2 separate regions of the Hordeum vulgare genome follow, and region 1 is linked to region 2. The links are chromatin contacts, called in public Hi-C maps. All regions are on one chromosome and are shown on one strand. The core of a region is the stretch at or near the end of the contact, and the rest is flanking DNA. Distances in the headings are between cores, read along the strand shown.

Region 1 (5,168 bases), core at 143-2,642, 170 kb before region 2:
ATTTTTTGACCCCACTTGCCATATTATTAACCACTTACTTGCCTGAAAAAATAACTTAATTGATATTTTTAATGTTTTTTCTACAAAACCATGTAACAGTTTTCATTATACATGATATAAAAGCATTGTCATAGGTTGTGTTTGCCAATTTAAATATGCAAACTTGTCATATTTACATACAACTTTGCCAAAAAAAATTATTTTGTGTGTTTATTAGTTTAACTATGTCGAGTTATCATATTTACAAACGATGATCAAAAAAGATTTTTTGTGGTCACCAATTTTAAATATGTTGAGTTGTCATATTTTTCCGCGTAATCGCCTAAAAAAATTGTTTGTGCTTGCCAATTTGATTATGTCTAGATGTCATATTTATACGCAGTTTCCAAAAAAATTGGCGATTAAGTTATTTTTTATCAGACAAGTAAGTACTCCCTCCGTTCCTAAATATAAGTCTTTCTAGGAATTCTACTAGAGGACTACATACGGATGTATGTAGACCTACTTTAAAGTGTAGATTCATTCATTTTGCTTTGTATGTACTCACCTAGTGAAATCTTTTAAAAGACTTATATTTAGGAACGGAGGGAGTACTTACTAATAGGACAAGTAAGTACAGCAAATGTGGTAAGTACGAGCAAAAAAAAAGTTGTCAAAACATGTCGACATGGGATCTAGTTTTGAAGATTTCATCGAAACAAAGTCAACGACGAAAACGAATCATCGATTGAATTAACGGTTTAAGAGATAAAAGTTTTTGAATTCCGATCATTTAAAACGAATCTCATGACATCATTGCATGCATGTATGCATAAGAAGAAATGATGCAAGCCGCTGCATGGAATGTCCATCATGCGACGCTTCTAAATAGAATTTCCCATCAATGTTTGAATATAGTTACATGACACATAATTCCACAACGGGGTGGGATGCTCCCTCCATGCTCACACACATCTGGGATGCCCCCCCTCGGTTTTGGGGGGTCCGGGTGCCTCGTGCTGACACAGGTGAGCCGTCGAGCAAAAGCTACGTGCTCTGGCTTCTTTGGACTCAAAGGGCAACGATCCTTTTCAGTTGTCAAAAGAAATACGACATAGTACATCTCACCTGCCGGCGATCTTGGACGGCGAAGAAATGGCCGCGCTGTTCATTGGACAAATGGAGCCTTCCTAGCTTTTGGTCCATCTAACTCTGAGATAAGTGTCGCTCACGATGACTGTGGATTGAAGGTGCAAAGCAGGTCCACGTAGACGCGCTATTGTACAATGCTAAACGGGTCCACGTAGACGCGCTAATGACTAAATACGGCAACAACCCTGCTGCCCAAAGATGACGGACCCTCACTCTCTCGCTCTCTAACACAACACAACACACACCGGAGAAGAGATAGAGAGAAGGAGAGAATGGGGAGGAGGGCGTGGAGCGCCAGGGAAGGGGTGAAGAGAGGGGCATGGACGAGCAAGGAGGACGAAACCTTGGCCTCCTACGTCAAGGCGAATGGCGAAGGCAGGTGGAAGGAAGTCCCCCTGAAAGCCGGTACGTACGTTCTGCTACTAATCCACCTGAGTCCCTAGCTAGCTTGGTAGACAGTACGTAGGCGTACTTACCGTTCTGTCATAGACAATGGAGAGCTAACTGAACGTAAGCGAGTGACGAACTCACGCGCGCCAAGACAATTTGCAGGCCTGCGGCGGTGCGGCAAGAGCTGCCGGCTGCGGTGGCTCAACTACCTCCGGCCCAGCATCAAGCGGGGCAACATCTCTGACGACGAGGAGGAGCTCATCGTCAGGCTCCACAGGCTCCTCGGTAACAGGTGGTCGCTCATTGCGGGCAGGCTGCCCGGCCGAACAGACAACGAAATCAAGAACTACTGGAACAGCACCCTCGGGCGGAAGGCGCTGCCGGTCCCGGAGCGATCTACCACCAGGATGGTCGCCACGCCATGCACCTCCGCCAGCTCCGTCTCCTCCAACCCCGGGGCTGCTACAACAAGAGCCAAGGCTGCGACGCCCAAGTTGTCGGCCGCAGTGTGGGCGCCCAAGCCCGTGAGGTGCACGGGCGGTCTCTTCTTCAGCCGGGATGCGGCGCCGCTCCAGCGGGTCACAGAGACGCGGGCCGTGGGTGGAGACGGAGATGAGTGCAGCGGCAGCAGCTTGGCGGCATCGTCGGGCGGTGGCGACTGGATGGACGACGTTAGAGCCTTGGCGTCGTTTCTTGAGTCCGACGAGGACTGGATTAGGTCCCTGCAGATGGCAGATTAACGCTCACACACTTGTTTTCAGCACGTGCATGTTTATCACTACGTACGTACGAACAGGGAGCTGTATCGTACCCCACAAATGTGGTACGATACAGCTCCATGTACGTACGTTGGCTTGGTGTTGAGTACTGACTAATGAGTAACTACGGCCTGTGATCCAGTTCTAATCATATATACTCACACTCTCTCGAGCCGTTTAATTAGATGGATGGTGTATAAGTGTATGTGTGTACACGAGCATCCACATTTTGCATTGTATTGTACTTCTAAATAAGAATATAATTATTCTTCAACGCGGCTCTACTTTTTCAACGAAAAGGAGGATATCTACGGACCTCTGCATCGATAAGTGGATGCTTGTAGACGACAATAAATGCCTAACAATTGGATGGATGTCGGTGTACTTTGTTGCAATACAAAAAAATTCGTCACTATATTAGAGCATGGTTAATAGTATAGCTAACGGCTGGCTATACGCAGTCTTATAACCTATCTCATAGCTAGCTTGTACAATAGTTAGTTATAAAAGAGTATTACTTTTATCATATATGACTCACCTTTCATTCTCACAAAGCACCTACGAGCACGTGCTAGAGCTAGCTCTTCACGAAGAGCCCGTTTTCCTTCTCTCTCATCCAACTCAGTAAAAATATAATATTTTAATTCTTACAGTCTACTGACTGTATGTTATTGTACTTGCTCTTAGGTGCGAAACCGCCGGCATATAGGGTTATTCTGGTGGTGGCGTCGGTTTTCTACAAAGTTGACTCGTGTCAAATGGCAAACAATGTTTTGTTTATGATTACAAAGAAGACACCACAGCAAACATCTCCGGATCAAACTCTACCAACAATCCAAAAGGTGGCTCCTCGTGAAAGGCATTCACAAGAAAATGGCCCCTACCGGCAGTGGTTTGATGGATGTGCCTTGTGCTCATGACATAGCCACTGGGAGTTGTTTTCCTTGTTGTGGCGTCGTCGAGGAGACCACCATCTTTTTATATATAAAAAATGATATACCTACGTATTGGCAACGAAAAAGCTAGGGGTCTATTCAACCTCAGTTACTCCCTCAGTTCTTAAATATAACTAGGACATATGCCCGTGCGTTGCAACGGAAGAAAAAAATGTCATTTTCCTAATTAATCAAGAAAGTAAGGGACGTCATCATCTGTCTACCTTCATCAAGCTCATATTTTGATAGCCTAAGAAGAGATTGCATTATTTAAACTTGTGTGGAGAAAACATATGTTGCGATGAACCAGGATTGGCTGGGTCGCGAAACTATGCCCAACTCATAACGACTGAGGAATGAGGAAGACCACATGTGTGTCTAAAGAGCATCGTTAGTACAACAAACAAACCTAGTTTAATCAATTGTACCTTCAAATCAAGACCTAGTTTAATCTGACAGGGACAAAATAATCAGTCAATTTATGAAACATATAGTAAATTTTCTATAAGGAAACATATAATTGTCCACTCAAGATTGAAGAGCGCAGTTTGAAGGAACTATCCAATCTACATAAATCATGACCAAGATTGTCTGACCATTGGCTTAGGCACATTCTAATACAAATTGCAAACTGCTGATAAGTGTTGACTGTCGTTGGTTTTCAGTGAGCATATAAATTTACTTGAGCGGAAATAAATTTCCAGTCATAGTGATAGCTCCAGCTAACAACCGAAAATGTAGTCTCATTGGCTATAAGTGTCCAAGAATCCAAAGAGACGTAGACTCCAGAGGAGCAGTATGCATCATCATCATAATCATATCCTGAAAATATTGAAAATGTACTATAAGCAACATGAACAAATATAGAATGGCACACACTTAAATGATGGGGAATAAACATGACGTGTTTCTTACAATGTACATAATAAGCTCTCCCTTAACTGGTGCAAACACATTATTGCCACACTTATGTTATTACATCCAATATACACATAGGATGTAATAACATCTTATATTATTGGGACAGAGGAAGTACTATTTTTGTTGGTAATAGCACATAGAGCATAATATAGACAATTAAATCAAGTTATAAAATTGACATGTTTAATCATGTAATATCATGCATCTACACTGAAGAAAGAACAATACCATTGAATAATTCTAAAACTTGAAATAGTTCAATTATAAGGTTGATGTCCCTTATATCAAGTTATAAAAAATAATCAGATCTTGCAACATCATTGACTGTATTGAATAATTCTAGCCACGAAGGAAAATACTTCAACACTTGAAAGGCAATAGTTTATCAGTCCAAAGACTGACTATACCATTGCATGACGGGTGTCCAACACCTCCAGGAACTGGAGCTTCTAGATTTGCTTTAGCAAATACCACGGCCTCCAGGAACTGGAGCTTCTAGATTTGCTTTAGCAAATACCACGGCGTTGATTCACGTTGTGCGTGTACCAAAGCCCACGCTGGACGTGAAGAAGGGCGTACCACACGCTAGCCCAGGCATCGAGCCATGGTTCCACTGCTGCAGTTGTGCACTTGCTTGTGGCAGCGAGCATGACCGGGGCTAATTTTTTAGAAATGTAATTGTGTTGTATTAATGGGCTGCAGACTGGTTAAAAGAACTGAAATGCGTTCTCATGTAAAATCTAGTTGCCTGCGCTACTGCACTTTAGTTAGTAATCTGTTTGTACTTCAGGGTCATTGAGCATGTTTTGTGCTAGTTCTAGGAACTGCCGACTATAAAAGTACATTGTAGATGCATGGATCTCTCCAGTAAGAAACATTGCTATCTCATCAAAGTTAATTAGTGCCAATAATACATGCAAAGAGAGATTAGCAGGGGCCAAGTAGTAAAAGAAAAATAGATCAGATCAAATTGAGATGTAGTCAAGCACTCAAAGCAAGTTGGAAGGAAGAGAGGTTGCAGAGATATTTGACG
Region 2 (4,977 bases), core at 2,327-4,826:
TGCTCTAACCTGAAATTCCAAAGTACTCAAGGTCGATAATTCCGTCTGGCTCTTTAAGGACCAAACTTTGAACTTGATATCATGCAAACGCAAATGCAAAAGTAAACGTGGCACTGATCAATCACTCGGTGTCGCCCACTGCGCGTATGAATTACAACCGAGCTTTCAGCAATTCACTGCGTGCAGCAGTAGTAGCTGTCGGCAACAACGGACAAAAAATCACCAGTATGTGCACGCTTGGTCATCTATCGAATCGATCCAAGCACATGCACACAGAAATATAATCGATTTCGCAGAGGGACTGGACAAACCGTGCTCTACTGCTCCATACGCTTTGTCCCTCTGACCATATGTAGATAGAAACTGATATATACTTATACATAACATAAGCACAGTGTACTTAATTACGCACATACCTCAAAAGGGTGGCCGTCGCAGCGGCTGGCAGCACGGGGAGGATGTCCCGGAGCGACCAGGAACCCCAAGAACTTGAGCTCGGAGGCGGCGGGTTCGCCGTCGCCGCCGCCGTGCAACCTTGCAGGCATCCACGGCCCTCGCCGCTGCCGCTGCTTCTGCTGTATTCCCAGCGCCGTCAAACCGCGGGGCTCCACCAAGCGAGCCGCCGCCACGGGCGCCGCTTGCAGTACGGCCTGCTCCTGTACCATGTTCATATTCATACGCAGGTAGTAGTTGCCACCGGCTGCCGGTGCGTGGCTCGACGACGACTCGCATATTCCTCCTCCTCCTTGCACTCTCAGCAGGCTCGTGGGGCTCGCGCTCGCCTCCTCCCTCGTCCCCGTCCCCGGCTCAGATTCCCCTGCTCTCCTGTTGATCATTTAGAGTGAACTAAGTTTCTTACATACACTGATTATCAATGGTAAGCAAATATCTTGTTATGTAGGACATGAGTTATGGAACCCTGGACAAAGTGAATATATGTGTACTAGCTAGGTTTCCAGGGGAACACGTTGGCAGTCTTGCTCGACAAATATTCCACGTTGATACAGGCTGTGTGCATCACCGTCGATGCAGAGGGTTGAGGATACATCCATCTCTTTAGAAATAAACGAATTCCACAAAGGGATGGCTAGATCTCAGTCAATTGCATGGATGCTATATTCATGAGATCTTACGTGTAGATTCAAGCAAAACTTACTTAAAGCGATTCTTTTTTTATATATTTTGTCATTCGACTGAGACTTAGTTAATTTTCAATCGACAGAGATCTAGTCACGTCCACACGAGCACATGTCGTATTTTAGCAATTGTATAGGCCGAGGGTCTTTTTTTCCCTTTAGATTCCTACTATATCTATCTTGGAATATACGGTTGTGGCACCTCAAGATTGAAAAATAAAAAGGTGAATGCAAACTAGGGGTTCTGGTCTGAATTGTCGTCATGCATAATTTGTGCCTTGACTCGTACACCTAGCTAGGTACCCCCTCCGTTTCTTTTTAGTCCGCATATATAAGATTTGATCAAAGTCAAACTTCATAAACTTTGACTAGATTTATTAAACAAAATATCAACATTTATAATATAAAATCAATATTAGTAGATGCATCATGATATTAATTTTCATAAGATATAGGGTTTCGTATTATAGATGTTGATACCTTTTAATATATATTTGATCAAACTTTGTATCACCTAACTTTGATCAAATCTTATATGCAGACTATAAAGGAACGGATGGAGTACGGTACGTTCGGAGTGCCATGCAGGGAAAATAAGCAGACATATTGAGTGAATAACCGGGTGAAGAAGAAAAGGGAAAGTGGGTATGAAAAAGGTGGTGACCTTTTCAGTTGCGGGTGGAGCGGCAGCGGCGTCGACTCCTTTCTAGGCATTGGCGAGTCGTAGCCGGGGACATGCCACTCCTCATCTTCGTCGGTGCAGACTTCCATGCATCCTCCTGCTGAGCGTGTGTGCCCCTCCTGGCCCGACGACTGTTGCACTGCTGGCTGCATCCGGCCTGTGCTCCATCCACCACAACATTGGCCAAAAGGAATTAGCTGGGCTGCTCTCGTAGTATGATGCAGAGTAGCATGCATGCACCTATTATTATTATTATTTTTACAGTGACAAAGCATGCATGCACCTTTTATTATTATTATTTTTACAGTGACAAAGCATGCATGCATGCTGTGGTTGTGGCGGAGTAGTGTACATGCATGCTTGCATTCCTGCATGTCACCCATGCACATGTGCACATAGACGAATCTGCGTCATCATAGTTTTTTTTTTCTGAGACAAGCAATAGTGCATACTCCCTCCATTTGAAATTACTTGTCCCACAAATTGATAAAAATAAATGTATGTAGGACTAACATATAGATACATTCATTTATATAACAAGTATTTTCGGACGGAGTAAGTACTACACAAAGACTGCGTTTAAAGACTATCAAGTTCCACCAGTGTTTTGCTTTGTTGCAAGTTTTGCTGGGTAATTAGCAAGCTGGGCGTGCAGCAATGTTTTTTAGATGACCCAACAACCAATGGTCCACGAGGAGATTTCCTTTTTAGTTAACTATATGCTTGCTTTAGTAGCTTAGTTTGTGATATTTTTGGAAAATATAACGTTGGACAGCACGAATGCTATATAAAGAGTATATATGCATGCACCTGTGCATATGTGACCTTAGAATTATGCACATAAGTGTACCTTGCATTCCAAGATCATTCTTCATGTTCCTGTACATCTGCTTCAAACAAACAGACAACATTAATCATCAGTAACTCCGTCGAACAAAAGGAAAGGAACACTCCATTAATTCACATGCAGGTCAAGATCATGCATGCGCATCTACTCTCTATGTATCAAAATACTAAAATACTTGTCGTTAGGGGAACTTACACTAGTTCCCCAACAACAAAGATTATGGTACAGAGGGAGTAAGATCCATCGACGTGCAATAAGCGATCTAAACGATCTTATATTAGTTTACAATACTATTGTTTTACGGAGGAAGTACCATGCTAATAATAATAGATTGACAGACCTGCAGATGGCTTTTGACATGAGAAATGGTGAGCCCTCCCACCCCCATCAGCTGCAGCACCCGCTTCGGCGTCGCCCCTGCAACGCATGCATGCACACGCCACGCGCGCGCGTTAGTTAGACCGGCCGACGCCACCCCCATATACTCATGATCGGCCGCGCGATGACGGAGGACGTACTGTCGTGGCCTCCGAGGCTGTGAATGGCGTGGACGAAGCAGCGGTGCAGGGCGCTCGTCCACCGGAGGCGCGGCACCTTGGACCGGTTGTACTGCCTCACGCCGCCGGCGCCGGCGCAGTTCGCCTCCCTGCTGGCTGTTCTAGGCGCCATGGTCATCGATCTGGCTAGCTATAGCTTGGAGCTCAGATTATTTCAGCGGAAGCAGACACCAGCCGACACAGCAAAAGATCGTGTGTGCTTTGCGTATGCCAGCGGGAGCTGAGCCAGTGGTCGACCTCGACCATCCGGGCCAGCTTATATACCGCTCCAACTCAGCACCTCAGCTATCGCAGTTCAGTAGTAGTTGGTAGTAGCTAGGAAACTAAGGAGGGGAGAGAGGGGAGGTAGAGCTGAGCACGGAGGAGTGGCGTTTAATGGTGCTTGCGTAGGAGAGCAAGGAGGGGGCGGGGAGGGAGAACAGGAAGAGACAAAAGGTCGGGGACAAAGGAGGGGTTTCAGATGGGGCGCAGGGGCATATGCCTGCGTGCTAGCTGCTGCCATGCATGCCATGGGTAGGGGATAATTATGAGATGGGGGCAGCGCTGTTGACCCGAGCGAGGGAGACGATGAAGACAGGGATGGGCAGGCAGGCATGCCAAGCTAGTTTTCCGCCTGCGCTGTGTTCCCACTGACACGCACCTCCCTCCCTCTCCTCTTCTTGGTTCTTGCATGCCATGCTGCGCTTGCTACAGTAATTGGCTGTGGACATGGGCAGCTCTGTACAAATTCGCTTCGTTCGAAATTAAGGGAGCCGCGACGACAAAAAAATGAAACCACAAAGAAAGCTGGTCGAGCAAACTAAGACAGCCACCAAGACAAAACATGAAAGTGGTGGTTATGCTTTTGATATGACCCTTCCGTCTCAAAATATTTAGTTTTTGGAAGTGTTTAGAACTCATCTAGATGAGATATAATTTGATCTCATTTAAAATAAAATAAAATAAAGGCCTCCATTCTATAGTATAGTGTGTCCTTGTTTTCCGTCATCTAAGGTTAATCGTAAATTTAACCAACGAGAGACCGACTTCAACGGAAGCAAAAATTATACCACTGAATTCGTAATTCGTATTAAAAATAGGAGCACACACGCATCTTATAGCCTCATCCAATGATTATAAAACATAAATTATAAATGAGACATAACTAAAACTCAGCTAGAAGAATTCTATCAAAACCGTTAGGTTTATCCTAAGTCAAACTTCTTCACGTTTTCTCCGACGAAAGCCGGTGGCACCGTGGATCTGGCTAGTATGATGTTGGCTGACACTGCCACAGACCTTAGTGGTCGCGGCGATGGTCGGATGGCATCGCCTCAGGAGTTTCAAACTTCCGGTCCCGAGACAATGGTGATTTTCTATGTCGCGTGGTTCATGGTCAGTGTCAAGGATCGCATAGATAATGGCTACGTGTAGTGCTACTGTCTTATGTAGATCAACCATCTGTTTCCGCTTGCGAGTATGGTGCGGGCCCCCGGAGCGTTCCAACCTAGGGTTTTTGCTCGTGCTGGTCTCGTTTCTCCCCGCCAAATACTTCGTCATGTTGTGCCGAATGGCCCTCACCATGGCTCACCAACCTACGATCAGGACCGTGTGCGTATTCAGCTGGTGGGATCGAGGCTAGTGGAGGAGATAACATATGATGACTTCAATTGGGTTGTACTTTTTTGGTACCAGGTCTCGAGCTCCAGGTGAAAACCCTAGGTCTGATCGTTTGGTTATACCTACAACGGAGGTATTCTTTGTGTCGTTATCCTG

What was found. Hi-C and Micro-C count contacts between places; a contact is called where the count stands out from the background.
Region 1: a Hi-C map of seedling shows a contact between it and region 2, with 3 times the contacts expected there. The contact joins the promoter of LOC123447336 here to the promoter of LOC123447332 in region 2. A contact is called at or near these places in 2 of 6 Hi-C or Micro-C datasets (leaf and seedling).

The regions. Positions count from the first base shown.
Region 1 is chr4H:589,050,836-589,056,003 of MorexV3_pseudomolecules_assembly, reverse strand. It overlaps LOC123447336 (anthocyanin regulatory C1 protein-like), which reads left to right and starts at 1,392. Exons shown (of 2, transcript XM_045123928.1): 1 at 1,392-1,536; 2 at 1,684-2,553. The coding sequence starts at 1,404. The coding sequence ends at 2,261.
Region 2 is chr4H:588,887,617-588,892,593 of MorexV3_pseudomolecules_assembly, reverse strand. LOC123447332 reads right to left here and starts at 3,576. Exons shown (of 6, transcript XM_045123924.1): 1 at 3,184-3,576; 2 at 3,006-3,082; 3 at 2,669-2,705; 4 at 1,801-1,975; 5 at 417-825. The coding sequence starts at 3,340.